Regions from separate parts of the Mus musculus genome. Here regions 1 and 2 are each linked to region 3. Evidence: chromatin contacts called from public Hi-C and promoter capture Hi-C data. All regions are on one chromosome and are shown on one strand. The core of a region is the stretch at or near the end of the contact, and the rest is flanking DNA. Distances in the headings are between cores, read along the strand shown. Region 1 holds the start of Dyrk1a (dual-specificity tyrosine-(Y)-phosphorylation regulated kinase 1a). Region 2 holds the start of Morc3 (microrchidia 3). Region 3 holds the start of Itsn1 (intersectin 1 (SH3 domain protein 1A)).

Evidence for each region. Promoter capture Hi-C pulls out the DNA fragments that hold promoters and counts their contacts. Hi-C and Micro-C count contacts between places; a contact is called where the count stands out from the background.
Region 1: a promoter capture Hi-C map of pre-B cells shows a contact between it and region 3, with 2.2 times the contacts expected there. The contact joins the promoter of Dyrk1a here to the promoter of Itsn1 in region 3. A contact is called at or near these places in 2 of 39 promoter capture datasets (liver and pre-B cells) and 1 of 115 datasets of contacts at active chromatin or transcription factors (astrocytes).
Region 2: a Hi-C map of erythroblasts shows a contact between it and region 3, with 7 times the contacts expected there. The contact joins the promoter of Morc3 here to the promoter of Itsn1 in region 3. A contact is called at or near these places in 5 of 39 promoter capture datasets (hippocampal neurons, liver, neutrophils and 1 more), 2 of 484 Hi-C or Micro-C datasets (embryonic stem cells and erythroblasts) and 2 of 115 datasets of contacts at active chromatin or transcription factors (astrocytes and embryonic stem cells).

Annotation. Positions count from the first base shown.
Region 1 is chr16:94,568,158-94,571,468 of GRCm38.p6, forward strand. Dyrk1a (dual-specificity tyrosine-(Y)-phosphorylation regulated kinase 1a) reads left to right here and starts at 2,049. Exons shown (of 12, transcript NM_007890.2): 1 at 2,049-2,377.
Region 2 is chr16:93,830,516-93,833,535 of GRCm38.p6, forward strand. It overlaps Morc3 (microrchidia 3), which reads left to right and starts at 1,606. Exons shown (of 17, transcript NM_001045529.3): 1 at 1,606-1,833. The coding sequence starts at 1,795. Gm30881 (a long non-coding RNA gene) reads right to left here and starts at 2,577. Exons shown (of 3, transcript XR_876266.3): 1 at 2,336-2,577.
Region 3 is chr16:91,727,794-91,731,093 of GRCm38.p6, forward strand. Itsn1 (intersectin 1 (SH3 domain protein 1A)) reads left to right here and starts at 1,578. Exons shown (of 39, transcript NM_010587.2): 1 at 1,578-1,806. Cryzl1 (crystallin, zeta (quinone reductase)-like 1) reads right to left here and starts at 1,009. Exons shown (of 13, transcript NM_133679.2): 1 at 765-1,009. Gm46543 (a long non-coding RNA gene) reads left to right here. Exons shown (of 3, transcript XR_001781880.2): 3 at 726-788.

The DNA.
Region 1 (3,311 bases), core at 799-3,298, 2.8 Mb after region 3:
GGACACTCTTGGACACTTCAGTTTCTTCAGATTAATTACATTGTTTGTGGACTTTAATTAAATTATATCAACAGGGCAGCCAAACGTATGTTTGTCAGACGCTGGAAATGTTTTATATCCGAGGCAGTCTAAAGCAACTTACTTTCCTTCCTGTGCCCTAATTTACTTTAGTTTTTGCCCCCCCCCCCTTTTTTGTAAGTTGAATAGGTGCTTTAGTATATCAGTGGTGTGCTAACTATAGGAGGTTTGTTGGAAATCACCGAAGCCAAGTGTTTCCTAGGATCATACTGCACAGAGACCAGTATTGACTGGTGTTTTTACATTTGTTTATAAGACTGCATCTGTTGCAAAGAGCTTAAGCAAAACGTCAACACCACTATGGTAAAAACCATGTGTAGAAATAAATCCAGTTACTTTTGGTGTGCAACAGTGTATATACTTACACACGAAAATATCTTTATGTATATCCTTTTAAGCTACTAGCTAACGCCATTATTTTAGAATAGGTACAAAATACAATTTTAGCCAGTAGCTGTCTCCTAATTACAAAGTAGCCAGCACAGGGGACTTCAGTGTCAATGGCCCGAGAGGACACCCAGCAGTATTTAGCCAGGCGGAAGACAGTAGAATAAAAAACAAAACAAAAAAACCGAAAGGCAGAATTCCGGTGAAGATTCGACGGTTAAGGCCAAGTGGGCAAATTTAAGAATCGGGAAACCGAGGTGACTTAGGACAGGTAACAATAAAAAAAAAAACAAAAAACAACCCCCCCCCCCAACCCCCTCCGAAAGCCCTGGGGTTGGCGCTGGCTGGGCATTCCGATGGAGAAGCCGGGGAACCGGCGCCCGGGAGCGTGCCCAGCCTGGAAAGTTTCTGCGCGGCCCGCGCGCGGGCACGGTCCGAGTAAGGTGGCGGCCGCGCGCCTGCAGCCGCGGGCGTAATTCCGGAGGTGAGCCGGACGCCAGCGATCGTCCAGGCCTGCGCGGGCCCGGTCGGGATAGGGGCTCGCGACGGCGGCCTCCCAGGGCCGCGAGGTGGGCGGCTTGCCCTCCGCTTCCCTTCCTTCCCGGGCCGCGCGGGCGGGGCTGCGGGCTCGCGGCGCGGGAGCGCGCTGCGCCACGGGGGCGCGCGCTGGCCCGGCCGCAGTCGGCGTGGGAGCGAGCGCGGGGGCGGGGCGAGGCGGCCGCGAGGCGGCAGGCGCTCGCTCGCTCGCTCGCGCACCGGCAGGCCACCGCCTCGCCCCCGTCCCTTCCCTTCCCTTCCCTCCACTCCCCTCCCCCGAGCGAATCACGCGCCCTCCTCTGACACTCATAGCGGGCCCGAGCTCCGAATTTATCCTTCACGTGACCTGAGGGGGGTTGGGTGGTTGGCTGGGGGACGGAGGAGAGAGGGGAAGGAGGGAACGGAATCTGCCGTTACCCGAGCAACAGGCCCCGCCCGCCGGCTTGGGGCCGGGAGGGGCGGGCGGAGGACGTCAGCACGTCAGCCGGGGTTTTGCGTTTTGATTGACAGTTGCTATAGCGACCGGGTCGGTCCGTCGCCATTTTGTTGGTTGGTTTTTTTTTAAACCCTTTCGCTTCCCGCCCGAATAATAATAAAAAGCCCCATTGGAGTGAGGCGGGGGTGGCGGCGGCAACCGCGGCGGGGGGATCCGGGGAGACTGCTGCCGTCGCTGCTGCCGATCGCGGCCCAGGTCGGGCTGAGAAAGCGGACTCCCCGAGCGGGGGTGCGGGCGCCACCGCCGCCGCCGCTTGTGCTGCTGTTCCTGCTGCTGCTGTTGGTGCCGCTGCCGCTGCCGCCGCCGCCGCCGCCGGCGAGCGGGCGGGACCGGTGTGAGTGTGAGGGAGCGTGTGCGAGGGCGAGTGTGCGCGCGGTGAGTGTGCGCGAGTGTCTGTGCGGGATCGGGGGCGGGCGGTCCGGGCTCTCCTGGCGGAGCCGCCGCCGCCGCCGCCGCCGCTCGGGCCCCGGCGCTGCTCGCTGCGCAGCTTCGGAGCGCGCGCCATTTTGTGAGATTTACAAAAATCCTCGTCGGGAAGAAGCGGCCGGCAGCGGCCGCCACTCGGCGCCCGGCCTCGCCGCCGCCGCCGCCCTCCGCACCGGGCCGGGCCGGGCCCCGCCGCCGACACTCGGGGGCCCGGGGACTGCGGTATTTGCCGGGGAGGGGCTGTCGCCTGCCTCCCCGGCCGCGGGCGCCGCCGGCCCCGCCAGCCCGACGGACCCTGAGCCAGCGCGGCTGCGGCGCGGAGCCGGGACGCCGGGGGCGGAGAGAGGCGGCCGGGGCGGCGCTGGCTGCGGAGGCCGCGGCGGGAGCGCGGCGCGGGAGCTCGAGGCTGAGACTCACCGGAGGGAGCGGCGCGAGCGCCCCGCCATCGTCCCGGTGAGTGTCCGCCCCGCCCGGCGCGGCGCGGCCCAGCGCGCGGCTTCTCGGGGCCTGCGAGCCGGGCTCGCCAGGCCTCAAGCGGAGGGAGGGAGGGACCTGCCATCTTAGGAGCGAGCGGGCGGGCGGGCGGGCGGCCCGGGGCCCGGGGAAGAAGGCCTCGTCCCCGAGGAAAGTTGCGGCGGGTGGGACCCGCTGCCTCGGGCCGGGCCGGCGCCAGACCTCCACTGGCTGCCCGGGCGCAGGGGAGGAGGCTGTTCTCCTCCTCCTCCTCCTCTTCCTCCTCATCCTCTGCCCCCAGCTCCTCCCTCGTCCCTCCTCTCGGTCCCCACCGGCGTGCGGAGCGCCGGGGTTCTGGGCAAGGACAATGCACGGGATCAGAAAATGGGGCTGGCGGCCGGGAGGCGAGGACGCAAGGCCCGGCCGGGCCGGGCCGGCGAAGGTCGGCAGCCTGCTGCCTGCGAGGCCCAGTGGGCCCGCGCTCGGGCCTGGGGACCTGGTGTGCTCGGAAGTCGGGCCGCGAGCGCGGGCCACCCAGGGCACCGGAGGGGCCGGGGTGACCTGCATAGCAGCGGGAGGAGACTGGAATTAGAATGGAGACCTGTGTATCGCCTCAAAACTTCAACATCTATTTATAGGCTCAGACCCACTCAGGCTCCAGAGGCCCCAGAGCTGCTGAATATCAGCACTAAGCTAGAGGCCCCTCCCTACCCCGAAATAGTTAAAAATGGCAAAATTCGTGAGTCAGTGACTCCAATGACTTGTCTTGTCTTTGCCCAGCCCTAGATTATGTGACTCCTGTCGTCGAGGTGCAGCATCGTTTGCTTCTTGAGTTCTGCCAAATCCCAAGAAAATATTCCTTGTAACTGTTTGCACACTCATAGATTAGTGCAAGGCCTTTTATATATTACCTCGAATAACCTCCCAGTTGGAA
Region 2 (3,020 bases), core at 356-2,855, 2.1 Mb after region 3:
CACGTGTCACTACATATTTCATGATTTCACTTAAATCCATGCAGAGTTGCATGGTAGTCATTAGGGGCCGAAAGGGGAGAGTGGAAGATGGATGGCTGCATTGACCTCCATTGTGGGAACACACTGAACGCCCCTAATCTGACCTTTAAAAGGTGAAGTTTACGTGTGTTTAACAACAATAAACAAACAAAATACTGCAGGGAGGTGTGGTAGTGATTCACATCTATAATCCCAGGATTTAGGAGATAGAGGCAAGAGGGTCAGGAGTTTGTCAACCTCAAGTACAAAGCAGACCAGCCTGGGTTACAGGAGGCTCTCTTTCAAAAAGAAAAACAAAGCGATTATGTGGATCTCAAGAAAATGTGGCGAGACAGGCTTTCCTCAGCTGCATCCCGTGGGGAATCCTCTTCCCTGATGAACAAGTATTTGTCCCACCCTAGGCACTGTTTTCCCCGCAAAGACAACCAGACTCGGATGAAACAGGAAAACAAGGCTGACCTGCTTGTTAATCCTGTCAACTTGACAAGATTTAGAATCCCCATGGGAACAAACCTCTGGTCAAATCCACAGGGGAGTTTCTAGACTAAGCTATTTGCAGTTCAGTGGAGAATTTGCGCAGCCTGGGCTGCTGACACTCTCTAGGTTGACTGCACGGCTCACTGACCGGCCATCATGGTTCAACTGTCTTGACAGCCACCTGTTCTGCAAGACTAGACACCAGTTTTGCTTATCTTGTGCCTCTTATTCACTCTTAAAAACAGTGAATACCACAGGTTTTAATTTTACATCCCCTTATTAATTTAAAAGTATTTAAGTTTTTACAAGCCTACAGTTAAAATATGAAGAGAAAACACAGTTGACGTGTAGGAAAAGGAGAGGATCCATCCCATACTGTAGTGTTTAATAGACAGCGGTCTATAATAAAGGATACTAAATTGTTTATCAGCAGAAGATGAACTGAACTTTTTTTCGTTTTGTTTAGTTTTTTTTTGTTTTTGTTGTTTTTTTTTTTTTTTTTTTTTCGAGACAGGGTTTCTCTGTGTAGCCCTGGCTGTCCTGGAACTCACTTTGTAGACCAGGTTGGCCTTGAACTCAGAAATCTGCCTGCCTCTGCTTTCCAAGTGCTGGAATTAAAGGCGTGCGCCACCACTGCCCGTCTGAACTTTTATAAATAAAAATATGACTATCGTTAAGACTGCAGTAAATACTCTTGCAAATCTTTTAACCTTCTCTTTACTTGTACTATTTAGCATCCCTTTCTTGACTAATTTCTACATGCTACTCGCTGCAGTACCGGGCTCCACACACACTGAATTAACGTGTCCGTGCGCTACCACTACCAGGATAAAAGCTGATGATTTTCAGGCAAACCCAAAAAGTAATTATTTTCTTCATTTTGTCCTGTAAGATTCCAGTAACATCATTACCAGCGGCCATGGATTACACTTTTGCAGTGCGATTTTCATCAGAGTTTGCCTAGCTTCTACACATCATTCTTCGCGCCAATCTTCAATCTCAAGGTCCAGCTACGCGAGGCGAGGAGCTCGCGCCCGCCCGCTCACCTACGCATGCGCCCAACGCCTGGGTCCTGCGCGCGCAGCAGGTCAGGCCCGCTCGGGCAAGCCTCTGCTGAGAATCCTAATTCGCCTTTGCCCGAGGCGGAAATGAGTGGGTGTGGCCTGGTGTTGTCGGTTCCGCCCCGGAAGTGGGCGGGGCGTTGAAGCCCGCGGCGGACTCGTAGCCTCCCAGTCGGGCTGCGGCCGAGGCCGGTCCTGGCTTTGTAGCTCACTCAAGATGGCGGCGCAGCCACCCACCGGGATCCGCCTCAGCGCGGTGAGCAGCCGCGAGGGGAGGAGCGGGCCGGGTCCCAGGAGGGCGGGCAGGCGGGCCAGCCAGGAGGTGGCAGTGGGCGGCGGCGACTCAAGGGCTGGCGCGGCGGCCGGGAGGTCGCGGCGGGGCCAAGGGTCCGCCGCCATGTCTCCTCGCTCGGAGGAGCGGCTGTAACGCGCGGCCGGTGCGCTCGCGGCATCTCGGGGCAAGCCGAGGCGGCCTCCCTCCCTCCCTCCGGCTCTGCGGCGCCCGACAGCTGTTGTGGGAGCCGCGCCCTCCGCGACCCGCCCGCCCCGGGAGCAGCCGCCGGGCCTCGTCGGGGCGGCGTGGGCTGCGGTGCAGCGCGGTTCCTGCACGCGTCCGTCCCTGTCGGTCCCGGCTCGGAGGAGCGGAGGCTAGGACTCATCTCCTCCGCTTGCTTGGCATGCCCCTGCCTTTTCGGGCCGAGCCCATTGGTGGCAAACCCTTTGGAGGTGGCTGGGAGTGGTCGCAGAAAAGGACTTACACTTTCGGGTCCAAAACATTGTGGGCGTGGCTTCACCTGATGATTCCTGCAAAGTTTTATTCTCTGCCGGCCCTGAGGTCTTAAGCGGGGAAAGTTACTTCCTTGATGTTTGAAGGATGGCTGCGGTGGCCCATGCCTGGCATCCCCAGCGCTCGGGTGACCGAAGCAGGCAAATTCTAGGACAATTTAGGGAGACAAGGGGAAGTCCTGTCTCAAAGGCAAAAAAAGCGGTACTACTGTGTTATGTAATTTCGTTGGCGAGCGGTAAGGATTTCCGGAGGTTAAAGCACCTCCCGTAGGTGCTCTTCAAGAATGCAGGTCTCCGTCCATTCATTAGGCTACTTCCGTCATTTGGGATGTGATAGCCCCAAGTGTGCATGAAGTGTTACCTAGTTTTATCGCGTCTGCCTTTTTTTTTTTTTGTGAGGTTGAGTATTCTTCACATTTTTTGTTATGTTTTGTTTTAAATTGCCTGTTAGTACGGTTTCCCCCCACACAGTTTATGTGTGTGTGTGTCTTATGCACCTGAAGATGAGGACTTCTGAACCCTCACTGCTAGTTATGAGTTGGCCCATGGGGTGCTGGTAACTGAATCCTGGTCCTCTGTAAGAGCAATTTGTGCTCTTTTGTTTGTTTGTTTGCTCTTTTGTTTGTTGACAGGGTTTCTCTGTGTAGCCCTGGCTGT
Region 3 (3,300 bases), core at 328-2,827:
AGCTGGTTTAAGAGAAACGTAAAATTAATTTCACGTGGTCTCTTCACTGTCCAAATGTGGCTCCCAGGAAATCTAAAAGCGTCTGGGTGCCTAGAACATCTGTCCTGGACAGGCAATGCAAAACTCAGCTACTGTGGACTGGCTATACTTGGCAGTTTGTTTAAAATGCCATATATAGATATATATATATAATTTTTAAAAAGCAAATGCAGACCACCAGGCCCAAATCCAGAATCAGTATCTGCACCTCCTCACGACCCTGGGATAATTCTTTAGTATGGCTCAAGTATGGCCGGCTCAATGAAGCAGGCAATTCCTGACCCAAGGCCCCATTACTGCGAACACCCACCCTTGTTTGCTTTAGGAAACCGCTTACTGGAAATGCAAAGAGAAGGATAAGAAGGGTGACAAGGGAAGTAGTAATAGAGACAGCATCAGAAACAGTGATAGGGAGAAGCTGGGGGCGGGGAGGACTCAACCCAGGAGAAAGGCAGTTCTAGACCTTTGCCTCCATAAACGCGGAGGAAGAAGCAAAGATCAGTCTACAATCAAAACCTAGCCAGGGTCAGGAACTGTCCGTCAAATCTAGTATTACCCGCCCCTCGGCGGCCTCGGCCAAGCTAGGCCTGAGCCAGGGCATCTCTGAGGTCGGCGTGTGATGCGAAGTACCAGTCTCCCCAGGGTTAGACAGCTCCTTCAGGCGTTTCTCCATTTTTCGCCCAAAGTCCCATTTCAGAGACACACATCGTTCTTCCCTGGCTCACCTGGCTCGGAGCAACCTCAACCGCCAGCGCCTTCGCCGCCGCCACCTTCCCAGTCCTTCTGCAGAGAGCCCGCCTTCTTGGGTCCAAACAGTACTGCCATTGGTCAGACTGCCCGTCACTACCGCAGGATGACCGATCTGGGGGAGGCTGTGACGAACGCCATGGCAACTGAACCCGGAACTACATCTCCCAGCATGCTGCTTCCCGTAGAGAGACGAGTCGCCGCCCCAGGGACCACCAATAAATGGGAGAAGTTGGGCGTTGCCAAGATGGGTTCCGTTTTATGCAAATTAGAGTAAAAGGCCACACCCTTCCTCATTCCAACCGTAACCCCTACCATCTTTCTTCAGTCTTTGTGTCTTTCGCCTTTCGTGCCCACGCTCTTTCTGCAAAACCTTCAATTTAGTTGAATGTATCCTAGCTACTGTCGCGCATAGAAAAGAGCAAAGCGCCAAATCGTGAAACAAAATCTCCGCACGCATAGAGCAGAAACCTCTAGTTACGCCTTCAAGGGACGAGACAAGGATGGGAGGGGAAAAAAGTGTGTGTGTGTGGGGGGGTGCTATCCAAACTACTTCATTGGTGTATCTCGTTGTCACTCTGTACACCTCTATTTCCTTTGGCTCCTTTCTTCTTTTTTGCCCACCTAGTGGGCGGAGTCATAGGAGAGAGCGAAGGCGTGGTCTCCGCCGTCCGATTGGCAGGCGGTTATCCCCGCCCATCTATGGGTGGGGCGGAGGGCAGGCTGTGGGCGGAGGGGCGGCGGCGGAGGGAGATGAGGAGTTAGGCGGGAGTGAGGGAGCGAAGGAGCGAAGGAGGGCGAGAGGAGTGGAGCGGCGCGGGGAGGGCGCGCAGCTTGGTTGCTCCGTAGTACGGCGGCTCGCAAGGGAGCATCCCGAGCGGGCTCCGGGACGGCCGGGAGGCAGGCAGGCGGGCGGGCGGGGATGGTGTGCGCGGCTGCGGACTCGGCGTTCCTCCGCGCGGCGTGCGGGCTGCACTGATTTGTGTGAGGGGCGGCCGCGCGCACCCGCCCGGAGATGAGGTGAGGAGCTGACGCGGGCGGCCTGGCGCGCGGGCGGGGGTCGGCGATGGCCGCCCCGGGGTCGGGTCCAGCGGCCGGGCGCGCGTCCCTGCGGCCGCCGTCGCCGCTCCGCCCGGTCTTTCTCATCCTCCCCGGGGGCAGCGGGGCGGGCGGGCCGCGGCGGTGGCGGCCGCGGGACGGGTTCGGGCTGAATGGGCGTCCGCAGCCACGGCCGGCGCTCCCGTGGGGGGCATCGCGGCGGGCGGTCCTTCCACCGCTGACCCCTCTGCCCTCGGCCGCCGGAGGGTGGCGGGCCGACCCGGCCTCCCGGGGATCCCGAGCTCGCGGGAGCCGCATCGCGCCGCCCGCGGGTGCCCCCGGCCTCGAGTCCCCGGCTCATCCTTTTTCTCTAGCGCCTGCTTGGAATACCCTGTCAAGTGAAGGGCGGTCAATGCCGTTTGGGCCGAAGTGGTGCGGCCGGGGCTGGCTCTGATGGCATTTAACAGAAAGCGGCTACCCTTGCAGCGGGCGTGCGTCCCCTTCTCGGCCGCTTCGCCCTCCTTGCGCACGCACTGACTCGGGTGTCTGCTGTGGACCCAGTGCATAATTGCGGTCCCTTCTTGGGGGTGGGGGGGGGCACCAGAAAATGCAATCCGGATTCCCAGAAAGAAAAAAAAGAAAAGAAAGAAAGAAAAGCAAGGAGGAGCTGGCTGGATCTCCCTTCACTTCTGTTTGCCTTTGCTTTGGAAGACAACTTCGCTGATCCTCTTGCCTATGAGCAGTCTTCTATTGTTGTGATTCAGACTACAGGCTTTGCTTTTGAAGGAATAGATTAGTGGCTTCTTGCTGCAGCTTGAGGGTGTAGAGGTATTTGGTAGCATCTTGAATGTGAAAGTTTGCGACTTTGCCCTCATCACTGCTTTTCGGAAAACAGAAGCAACCTGGAAATGTAAATGCATGCAGACTCTGGCCAGATGCGGTTCTTTTGTGTTTATCGGTTGGTATCTTTCTCTTGGTACTTCGTGGTCGGAAACACGGAGGATAAAAAAGAAAAAAAGAGTCTGATAAATAGCATAGATAGTGAAAGCATGGGAACAAATGCCCGTGGAAAATATCAGTTCTATTTTCAGGGAGGCCGGTTTACTAATCCCGCTGAATTGATGAAGAGAAAGGCTTGCTCATGGATTATGTAGTGGACAGGATGTGAGGGCAGGAGCTGGGGCCAGGAGCCCGCAGGCCAGCTGCTTGGCAGGGTGTTTCTCTAAATGCTCCAAACTAGAGGAATGTATTTATTTGTTGGGATACTTTTATTTTTAGAAGATGTTAACGGTGAAGAGTGCAGACGTTTCAGCAACCATTATGGTTACCATTTTTGTTACTTTTTTTTTTTTACACTAGTTTGCTTGAAATATTTTGTATGTGTGTGTGAGTTCCCTTATAACTTAAGAAGTTTTTAAAAAGCAACGTCTTTCTGTAGGAGATATGTAAAGAACTCAGGAAATTATAAAGGATTTA